3 separate regions of the Zea mays genome follow, and regions 1 and 3 are each linked to region 2. A link is a contact called in public Hi-C data. All regions are on one chromosome and are shown on one strand. Each heading gives the region's core, a stretch centred on a gene start, on an enhancer-like site or on the middle of the called end of the contact. The rest is flanking DNA. Distances are from core to core; before and after follow the strand shown.

What was found. Hi-C and Micro-C count contacts between places; a contact is called where the count stands out from the background.
Region 1: a contact with region 2 is called in a Hi-C map of ear, with 2.2 times the contacts expected there. The contact joins the promoter of LOC103629631 here to the promoter of LOC100280556 in region 2. A contact is called at or near these places in 2 of 25 Hi-C or Micro-C datasets (ear and tassel).
Region 3: a contact with region 2 is called in a Hi-C map of tassel, with 4 times the contacts expected there. The contact joins the promoter of LOC103629633 here to the promoter of LOC100280556 in region 2. A contact is called at or near these places in 12 of 25 Hi-C or Micro-C datasets (bundle sheath, ear, endosperm and 4 more) and 2 of 3 datasets of contacts at active chromatin or transcription factors (leaf and seedling).

What each region holds. Positions count from the first base shown.
Region 1 is chr6:99,984,180-99,987,972 of Zm-B73-REFERENCE-NAM-5.0, reverse strand. LOC103629631 (40S ribosomal protein S14-like) reads left to right here and starts at 1,354. Exons shown (of 7, transcript XM_008650714.4): 1 at 1,354-1,562. The coding sequence starts at 1,560.
Region 2 is chr6:100,168,178-100,171,895 of Zm-B73-REFERENCE-NAM-5.0, reverse strand. It overlaps LOC100280556 (60S ribosomal protein L27-3), which reads left to right and starts at 1,732. Exons shown (of 1, transcript XM_020539317.2): 1 at 1,732-2,604. The coding sequence starts at 1,908. The coding sequence ends at 2,321.
Region 3 is chr6:100,374,779-100,378,180 of Zm-B73-REFERENCE-NAM-5.0, reverse strand. LOC103629633 reads right to left here and starts at 1,409. Exons shown (of 6, transcript NM_001329209.1): 1 at 1,242-1,409; 2 at 379-506. The coding sequence starts at 1,311.

The sequences.
Region 1 (3,793 bases), core at 105-2,604, 180 kb after region 2:
GTGGGTCCTGGATCTTCAATAAGTATTTGGGAGGACAACTGGATTCCAAGTCTTCGGCAGTTGAAGCCCACTGTCCATCTTGAAGGAGTCCAAGTGCAATCTGTGGACGAACTTTAGACGCTGGAATGTTGATTTGGTGAGGAAGTCTTTCGTTGCTATGGATGCTGAGGAATTTCTGAAGCTGAGGCCTGGCACTCGGATGGATGCTGATGTGCTGGGTTGGGCGCATGAGAAAAATGGTGTGTTTTCAGTTCGGTCATGTTATCGAATGTTGAAGCAGACTCAAAGTGTCAGGAAGGCTCATGCTGTAAATGCAGCAAGTTCATCAAATGAAGAATGCTGGTGGAGCAAACTATGGAAGCTTAATATACCTCCAAAAATAAGAATTTTCTGTTGGAGAGTCCTTCATAATTATTTGCCATCCAAACAGGAATTGAAGAGAAGACATATTCTTCATGAAATTTTCTGCAAAGTGTGTGGGGAGGAAGGAGAATCATCTTTCCATATTGCTATTGATTGCCCAGTTGCAAAGCAGTTCTGGCGAGTGGTTAAAAACATCACGGGAATAAAACTACCATTTTTTTAGGTCACTTGGGCAAAGCACTTATTGGCTAACGACCACTTCACTGACTCAGTTAAAACGATGGTTATTTGTGGTGCCTAGTCCTTATGATCTGGAAGGAATGCTAGAAGGTTTGGGCGTGACCGTTGGAATCCATATGCTGCAATGAGTCATGTGGCGAAAATGCTAGAGGATCTGGTTCGTTTAAAATTGCCAGGGTCGCAAGCCTCTCAGCGCTGTCGGGTTAAATGGAAAGCGCCATTGGAAGGTTGGGTGAAAATTAACTCGGATGCTGCTTTTGTTGCTGAGACGGGCAAAGGGGCTGTGGGTGTGGTGATGAGGAACTCGCAGGGAGAGGTTTTGGTGGCATCAGCACAGTTATATGAACACATCCCTGATGCGCTAACCAGCGAAGCTTTGGATGCTCGTGATGGCGTGGTGCTGGCCCAGATGCTTAGCATGGAAAAAGTGATTTTAGAAATTGACAACTCTGTCCTGGTGGCTCTTCTCCGGTCAGATGAGGGAAGAAGGAATGATATCGCAGGTTTATGACAAGAAATCAGATAGAGGAGTGTGGTTTTCAGATCCTTTGATGTATCTTTCGTTAATAGAGAGGGAAATGAGGTAGCTCACCTTTGTGCAAGTAAGACTATAGAGTTGGCTCCTATTTTATTTTGACTAGATTGCTTCTTTAATTGGCTTATGGAAGCAGCTAGCAGAGATTAATTTCACTTTGAACCAATAATAAAGAACGTGTGTTCTTCCTAAAAAAAGCACGGTCTGGTGTAAGAGATGGGGCCAGCCGCAGTGACAGAAGAGAGAGGGCAAAAGAGGAAATTTCTTTGGGCTGGGTCTAATAAACCCTAATGGGCTGCGGCCTCGTAGATAAACCAGCACTACTCATCCGTCGCCCCACGGAAGTTTCGGCGGCGCCGGCGTGCTCGTGATCTCGACCAAGGCGTGCCTCCGCTCCGGTCACCCGTCGCTCCACGCAACCATGGTAAGCGAGCCTCTTCTCGTCTGGTTATGGCTCGCAAGCGGACGTAGGTGCAAGCACGGTAGCGGTGGATTCGGATCTGGCTGCAAGCACGGTAGCGCTGGATTCGATTGTTTTTTTGTTTAGAGATGGGTTAAGAGCGTAGGTTTGGCTGTTGACTAGGGCTACTGTTGTTTTGGCTGGTTGCCCGTGCTGGATTGCATCTGATAAATTGCAATTTGACATCACCTCTTTAATACAAAAGAAAGAATTGCTTTTTACGTGAAGCCATTTGTGAAATTGTTGTTTGGTATGTCTCATGGAAAAAATGCAAACGACAGTTCTGGCTCTAATTACAGAATCTCTTCACGTCGAGGCATCATAAACATTGTTAGAGGACAAGGAGGCTTTAGCGCTTCATTGTTTTTGTTTATTATTTGTGCTTCTTTACGTTCGGAGATAACTTTTATTTATTCGTTTGTTTATTTGAAGATAATGACCATCAACATTGTTTACACTACTATATGGTTAGGACTTGTAAGGACGTCTGATAAGTCACTGTAGAGGCGGCTAAGTTTTGCCTCATCTAAAAATCACTCCCAATAAAAAGCTTTGTTTCGGTACGCGTCAATGATTTGTAGATTCATGTAAAATTGAGCATGGTGGTGAGGACATGTGCCCGAGCAATTTTATCACGACAAAATCAATCTCTAGAACCCTTGTTTCAAAATTGAGCAATTTTATCACGACAAAATCATGTCAGTAGAACAAGACACGCTGGAGAGGGCATGTGCCTTAGCCGCGACTATAGTAAGCATATGATCGCTTGGAAGCAGAACCTCCATTAACAGTCCTGTCAAACAACACTCATCACATGCAGAACATGTGAAGCATCTCATGACAAATCGGGTCGGAGAAACTGTAGATCAACCTACACAAACTCTGATAAGCAGCCACGTACAATGAACCTTAATTTGGTACGTTCTTCGAGAACACCCGGTGTTCCCACACTTCTTTTGCCAAGCTTGTGTTGTGTCAAAGAAAAAGCTCACCACAGCTTAAAACAATACTTCACTTTTATTATTTTGTGTGGGTAATTAAGGTTATATTCTTATAGAATCTTTACTACTCTTGATAACTTATTTGCAATTTTCAATCAACATCTAGACTACTTTATGAATCTAATTGCATTTTAATGCCTGGACTTAAGGAAGGGCTAAATGATTACAATAACTATGATATGTGTGTAATGGTGTCTAACACGATATTCCACAAAAATATTTGTTACCGACGCTATCCGTGTTCGACTAGCTTCGCATTCGACACATAATTATTTAGTGGTGTTTCAGTGTTTGTATTCGTATTCGAAGCTATCCGTATTCGAATCCGAATAAAAATATAAAAATATGGTTTCATTGGTATTCGTCCGTATTCGATCCGAGTGATTACACCCCTAGTTACAGTTATGCGCCTTCGGTTGTCGCGTGTCGCCCTTGGGCATACCCCACGGACTCTCTCGCCACGGTACCGGCCTCTCCTCGCTCATTCTCCCCGACTCTTCCACCCCCACTTCCTCTTCTTCCCTGCCCCCTCTTCCCACCTAAATTCAAAGATCATAAAAATAAGTTAGGTTCACCAGCACGAAGCACCCACCCACAAATCCTCGGATCACAGCAACGCAGGAGAGGCTGAACAAGACCACAGATCGCCTGATTGGATGCTAGTGTCCGGACGGGCAGGCTTCAGTGGTCCTGGCTGACCGGATACGGCAGTTTCCTGCGTACGAGTGGATGCAACCAAATGACTATAAAATAAATTGTTTTGCATCCGCTCATACAGCCCGTGTCTCCCGTGTGCAGGCAACTAAATAGGAGTTCAGACAGAATTAACACAAACGATGGTCTAAAACGAGACGGTACGGGTAAACAACCATACGCACGTCCTCGCCTCCAACCCCTCCAGGCAGTGTGCGATTCCGATAAGAGACGATGACTGCTCCAGACCTCGTCCTGTTTCCCTACTGGATACTTGCAGTATCGAGCGAGTCTATGAGGAGGAGTGGAGGACGACACTAAAATGGGCTGTATTTTTGTCCATCCCATATAGCCTAAGAACTGTTGACTAACGGTCTGGTAAAAGAGATGGGGCCAGCCGCAGTGACAGAAGAGAGAGGGCAAAAGAGGAAATTTCTTTGGGCTGGGTCTAATAAACCCTAATGGGCTGCGGCCTCGTAGATAAACCAGCACTACTCATCC
Region 2 (3,718 bases), core at 483-2,982:
CCAGCAACTGTCAAGGCAGATGTGAGCTAGGAGACCGAGAGCAAGCGTGCGAGGGACAACATCTCGCCTAGGCATGGTCGACGACATAACCACGTCTCAGTCATGTTGCTAGTTTGGAATTGTATCAATCACGAGCATCACTCCCGCATTGATTAGAGATGAAAGGTGCTGATGGAAAAGCTAAATTTGGTTGGTACAATGTTTGCAGTAATCTTGCATGTCTTTGTCCCGATCCCTCTCATGCCTAACTTCCCCTACATCTTTGTTTGTGGTTGATGGAATCATCACGTTCTGAAACTATGGCTACAAGCTAGCCGCTGGGTGCTGGTGATGGTGGAAGCTCCTCTACACCTACAAGCGAATGGGAGGGCAACGGAAACTTCGAACTGTAGTCCCAGCACTTAAAAGATTGACGGGAACTGCACTGAATGGGGAACGACAGGCAAGCAGAAGATCCAGGTTATATTAGGTAGTGTTTGGTTCAAGAGTTTAACAGGATGGAGTCATTCTATTCCAGTGTTGAAGTTGTTTGGTTCGATTCCAAATGAATAGAGCCACTCCAATTTAAGAATATTCCTTGTAGATGTTGTATCTGGTGGCTCCGTAAAATCGACCGAACCTAAGACCAACTCCAGCAGCACTGGCTATCCCACTCCGTATCCCTATTATACACGCTCTAAGTCACTATTTCACTCTCCAGCAGCCTCCGCATCCGTCTCCGCAAAACACACGCCGTGTACCTGCACTCCCCTTTTCCACGGTTTCTCTCTCCTCTCCGCACAAGACTGCATGCGCCCCCTCCTGCTCGCGGGCCCCAGTTGTCATAGACTGCATGCGGAGTGCAAATACGGAGTCTGCTGGAAACGGGGACGGATACGGAGAGGAGAGAGAAACTGTTGGCCGTGTTAAATACGGATACGGAGAGGGAGTCTGCTGGAGTTGGTCTAACGGCTCCTGAGCGCCTCGCTCCTCACTGGTTCCTTGCTCCGTGTGCGGCAATGAAGAAAGGCATAAGGGATGCTCGGATGAATAGTGATAAATAGTGCACTTTAATCTTGGCCGGATGTTTGAAATTTTATAGAAATTCACGCTTAAATAAAAAGTTCTGTTTTGTTGAACTCTAGAACCAAACACAGGATCTAGCCGCTCTGTTCTACTTAACCTTAAAACCAAACAAAAAATAGAGCGACTCTATTCTAACTGCCAACAACATAGAACAGAGTCATTATATCCTTAAAATCTGAAACAGAGCCCCTCCGTCCAAATAGTCTCTAGAACCAAACGCTACCTTAAGGGCTGGTTTGGTCCCCTCCAATAGAGTAGCAGGGCAGTAATGAGGGCAGAGATTTTACAGAGGTGTAGTGTAGTGAATGGAGCAGAGCTTCGCGCGTACGAACAGAGTGGTAATTTGTTTTGTGACCAACCAATGAACAAATGAACAGACAACAGAATGCAGGGGCTAACGAACCAAATTAAACTTGTTAAGTTCGCAGTACGTGAACTGATGGTACTAAAGCTGCCCTTACACATGCCATGGCTCGTCATCTCTTCTAGAACTGGTCCAGAAGAATAGTTTTTGAAGAAGATGAACAACTGTTTGGAGGAACGAAATGATTGTCACCTGTAAAAGTAAGTTAATGAAAAAAACAGTAGGGGTTCAAGTTGGGCCTCCACCCAGATGACAGCCTCGGATCGGACCCAAATCCGACCCATCACCACGACCTCTGAAGCCCGAGCGCGGCACCACCGTCCGATCCTGGATCCAACAGCCGAAACCCAGCCTCCAGAAACCCTAGTGCCGCCATCCTATATAACGCTCCCCGCCTCCCGCGCGCTCCGATTTGACCCATCTCCCAACCCCTACACTCCCGGCGGCGGCGCAGGAGCAGCAGCACCAGCACCCGAGGATGGTGAAGTTCCTCAAGCCCGGCAAGGCCGTGATCCTCCTGCAGGGCCGGTTCGCCGGCAGGAAGGCGGTGATCGTGCGCGTGTTCGAGGAGGGCACCCGCGACCGCCCCTACGGCCACTGCCTCGTCGCCGGCCTCGCCAAGTACCCCAAGAAGGTGGTCCGCAGGGACTCGGCCAAGAAGACGGCGAAGAAGTCGCGCGTCAAGTGCTTCATCAAGCTCGTCAACTTCACCCACCTCATGCCCACCCGCTACACCCTCGACGTCGACTTCAAGGACGTGGCCACCGGCGGGCCCGACGCGCTCTCCACCCGCGACAAGAAGGTCGCCGCATGCAAGGCCGCCAAGGCGCGCCTCGAGGAGAGGTTCAAGACCGGCAAGAACAGGTGGTTCTTTACCAAGCTCCGCTTCTAGATGGTCGGCGTCCCGAATGGTGACCGTCGGTTTCTTGTATGGGACACACTCCAAGCCATGTCTCTTTTCGTATTGCCATGAAGACTTCTTCGTGTTTAGTCCTGGGGCTCTCAGGTATATTGTGCGTGTGTACTTCGAATGTTTGGTCTTGGAGTCCTACTGAATTGATGAATGTTCAATTTATGTCTTCAGGATTAACAGCGAATATCATTTACAATCTTATTTATCCCATTGGTTAGTTTGTAAACTTTTAATATTGAGTTGATCGTGAACTGTTATAGTAGCCTATGAAAGTAATGCCATTGCTGATACTTCTAGGGAAAATCTTGCTTCACTCTATTTGCCCACTCAAATAGTCATTTGTCCGCTCAAATAGGCATTCTAGGACATTGTTACATGAGTCTCCTGCTTTCCATTATCGATTAGGGCTGATTTGGTGACCCGGGATCACGGAAGGATTAGAGGGAATTGAGGAAGAAATTAGGATTGGAGGGGATTGACAGAGAAATTAACTAACCCTCAATCTCCTCCAATCCTCCCGTGATCCCTTGTCATCAAATCAACCCTTATAGCAAGAATTTCTCTCCTGGTGTAGTCATCACTGCAGAGTTTAGTAGAACATATGAAAAATAATCTCAACCGTGACATTCCTGCCTCATCCCACTGTTGAGAGCAATCCATCTGCATCCCAGAAACATGATCCAAGTCCAAGATAGTTTGGGACCCCCAACAGAAGATAAATATCTTCCATGGGTGCTATTAATTATTACTACGCAATGAAAATAAAATCATATATCTGAGTAATGAATGGAAGAATTAAGAAGTGGCGCAAGCGAGGAAGCCAAGAAATTAAACACCACATATATGGTTGAGAATAATGGTTTCCCTTTTCTCCGTTCTTTTAAGTCTAATCTACCTTTGAGTCTGTGGATTGAAATTGTATTCTGTTGCCGTTACATCGAAGTAAATAATGCAAATTTAGGGGGAAAACAAAATGATTAACAACAAGCAAGCTGCACTCATTTTAGCCAACCAGCCAGCCGAACGGCTTCAGAACCGCGGCATGACACATGATTGAAACAAGCAAGCTGCACTCATTTTGCTCCTAGTCCTAGAGAAAATTATCAATGGTACACATATGATATTATTACATATATAAACAAGTCGAGAAGTAAGAAACACCTAATCGTTTTCTATAGCTTTCTACAACAATACATAATCATTTGTATAACATTCTACAACGTTATCTAATCATCTGGGTAGTTTCTAATAATATAATAACTATGAACTCTTAATCAAGGTGAAAACTATTTTTAATAGATTGAAATAAAGAAAAAGGTTTTATTTTTATTTGCACTTAAAACAAGACTACTCAATAGAAATGGCGTCGGGCGTTA
Region 3 (3,402 bases), core at 160-2,659, 210 kb before region 2:
GTTCTAGTATATGCTATATCCAAACTTTAAAATACAAATTCAACAGCAATCAAACAAGAAATGTAGATGGACACTTCTTTCGGACTGTATATTCGCACTTTGAAGCAAGAGTTACAACCCACAAAGTCAACTGGAAGAAAGAAGAGCATTTTGTAAACAAATTAATCAGTGTTGGGACTTGGGAGCCATCAGATGGTATTAGAAGTAACTCCAAGAACATGCACCTTTCTTTTCAGTTAGTGAACACTATCACGGCAACTAACTGGGCACTTTTCTAACAATCGAAAACCTTATATAACATATGCACAATTTATTCTGGCAGTGATGCAATGATGCATAAATTGACAACCAGAGAAAAGAAAAAATGCATAAAGATACCGTTATGTGGGGTGGAAATAAGGCAGCAAATTCTGAAATATCAGTGATGATATCTTCAAGATGCTGACCAAGGGTGCCCAGGCACAAGCTGACCAATTTCCGAGGTTTAGCCTTCTTTGAGAAAGGATCTGAAATACATTTTTGAAGTCAACATTTGGAGATAATGCTGCATATGCAATTACAAGGACAGTTGGAAACCAATACGAAGTAAGATTGAATGATTCTGGTCTGCACAATAAGTCAATGACTGATAAAGTAATCTGGATGAGTTTACTAACACAATCCACCAATCCTTCATTTCAATTTCGTATAAACTAAGGGGGTGTTTGGTTTCCACCTCCTAAATTTTAGTGATTAAAGTTTAGTCACTTTTAGTCCCTAAACTATCAAATGGTATGCCTAAATGAGGCCTCCCAAATAGAAATTTTAGGGACTAAAATTTAGTCCCTAAAAATTAGTTGAGTGACTAAAGTAACGAAACACCCCCTTAACTTAACTTTGGTATGTCATCATCTTGGCAGTTCGCCTAAAAAATTATCCAGGAAACAACTAGAAATATGGAATACATGCCAATTAGCGGGAGTTTAGTATCTTCCTGAAATCACATTAATTAATAGAATGATCAAAACGAAGAACACAGCACAAATACTTATCATCGTAGAAAGTTCTTAATTCTGTATATAGATCTTTTGTCTAGCAAGAGAAACCAACACACGGAATCAATAACGGAAACTCGAGTCAGACATAATCAATACACGGTCAGTCGATTCCTCTTGGTTTTTGTCTACAACTCTACATCAGTTGATAACCAGCTACTCCTAGTTAGTTACCCCACATAAGCGAACAGGAGTTAGGGAGCTTACAGGAGGAGGGCGACGGGAGCGAGCTGGACGATGCCGACAGCTCGGCTACCACCGATTTCCCCTTGTCCATCCTGTCCCGTGGGGTCAGTCAGATCGAGGGCAGCCCCTCTGGGTCCTTGAGGTGGGGGCGGCCGCGGCAGCAAGGCGAGCGCAGGAGGAGATGGCGGTGGCGCGCGAGCCGGTCGGGATGGCGGTAGTGGTAGCAGGAACGAAGCCGGGGCGGCGGCAAGTGGGCGTGCAGGGCAGGCAGACGGTCGCCACTAGCCAGGCTGTCAGCAACGTGAGAAGCAGCTAGGAAAGTGACCGCGTCAGCTGAAGCAAAGCAACGGGCGAGCAAGTGGGCCGATTGGGTCGTGTATTTGGAGCCGGGTGAGACTGGGCTGGCCGTGTGACAATATAAACATGTTCCGTGGTTTTATAAAAGGGGTATCGAAGATTAATCGAACTGGTGCACATGGAATATTGGTACACATGGTGCACATATTAAACCATTATCACTCATTTTAGATCTAATGTCTCTAGTTGTTTGGTATATTTTGCTAAGGACACCCTTCAACGTGGTGGTGTGTAGTGGTGGAAGGTGTTATTTGTAAATTGAATAATCAACTAGAGACATTAGATCTAAAATGAGTGGTGATGATTTAATATGTGCACCAATCATCCATGTGCACTAGATATGTCCTCTAATCGAAAAGCACAACACATCAGCTGGTTGTCGTCGTCTCTTCCCTATCTTCTTCCCCCGCCTTCTATTTCTTGGGTCCTCCTTCCTTCTGCTTCCCACGCCATAGTCGTACGCTAACATCTGGTATCAGATTCAGTCTCCTGTACCTGCTTGCTGTTGTGTTGCGGCGACCCCAATCTTCCGTGATGGAGCACCAAGATGCCGCCATCCGCAAGCTGCTCGACGAAATGCGACTCATGGAGGCAGGCCTGTCCGATGGCATCAGCTCGGACAACACGACAGAGAACTTGTTCAGCCCCCGCGACGAGTCGAGTCGGCTAGTCGCGTCGAGTCGGCTACTCGCGTCGAGTCGAGCATTCCTAGGGCCTCCAGCACTGAGCTGGACAGGGAGTTCAGCGCCGCCTTCGCCTTCGTCACAGCATCAGCCACCTCCGGCACTAGCGCCCTCGAGGAGGCGCAACTGCATCTCTACGACCTCTACACAATCACCACCGAGAGGCCCTGCACGGCGCTGCCGCCGTCGACGCTCAAGGTGTTCGACCAAAGGTCCAGTCCGAGCTTCGAGAGAGTCTATTTTCGACGAGGAGCCCAGCAACTCATATACCGATTACGTCGATGTCTCGTGCCATGACAACGGTTCGGTGCAAGTCCTGCAGCTGGAGCGGTTCGACTTGGCGGGGTGCACTCCCTTCCTGGACGCACCGTCGCGTGGGTATGTGGCCTACGTGCCGTTCGGGAGTCTGATGATCATGCGCCCCGTGCAACTCCAGGAGCTCGCGCTGTCCCTACTGACCTCCGCCCGCTCCTTCCTATGGGTATTCTGGCCGGAACTGGTGGCGACCAAACTCCCGCATGCGACCCTCAGTTGTGCTGCCCATGAGGTGTTCGAGGTATTTCCTCTTAGCTTCCCTGCTGCCTAGGTCAATGTTGGGAAGCTCTCACTCTGATAGTAGATGTGGCCCGATCTTCCGTGAGATACGATAATTTGATTGAGTGGAGATCTCGACGTTGATGATCCAAGGCTCCGAGCGAACGGTTCCTCGCGATCACTACACCACAGCTTCGTTGGTTATCACCCGTGACACACGAATGACCTCGCCACGAAGGCTTATCCCTGCAAGCGCAATCAAGAACACAAGCAAGAACATGAAAGAAACACAACCAAAATTGTATTGATTACGGGATGGGGTCTCACAAGCCGATGACGGCGACACTGTTCGATGACAGAATTGATCTAAGCAAAACCCAAACCTAAATGTGGCGGCTACTGAATAAATAGAGTATTAGGGCGTGCGTGACCCCTGGACTCGCCCCTAATGGGCTCTGACGCGATACACGGCTGTTGGGGACTTGTTCTCAAATGCTATGAATCAAGAACAAGACAACATAAAATGTTAAATGTTAATGCCCTTCGTCCAACGAAGCATTATTCCCTTAAGGATTAATGAACTTTGGACGAAGGTTAAAGACAATATG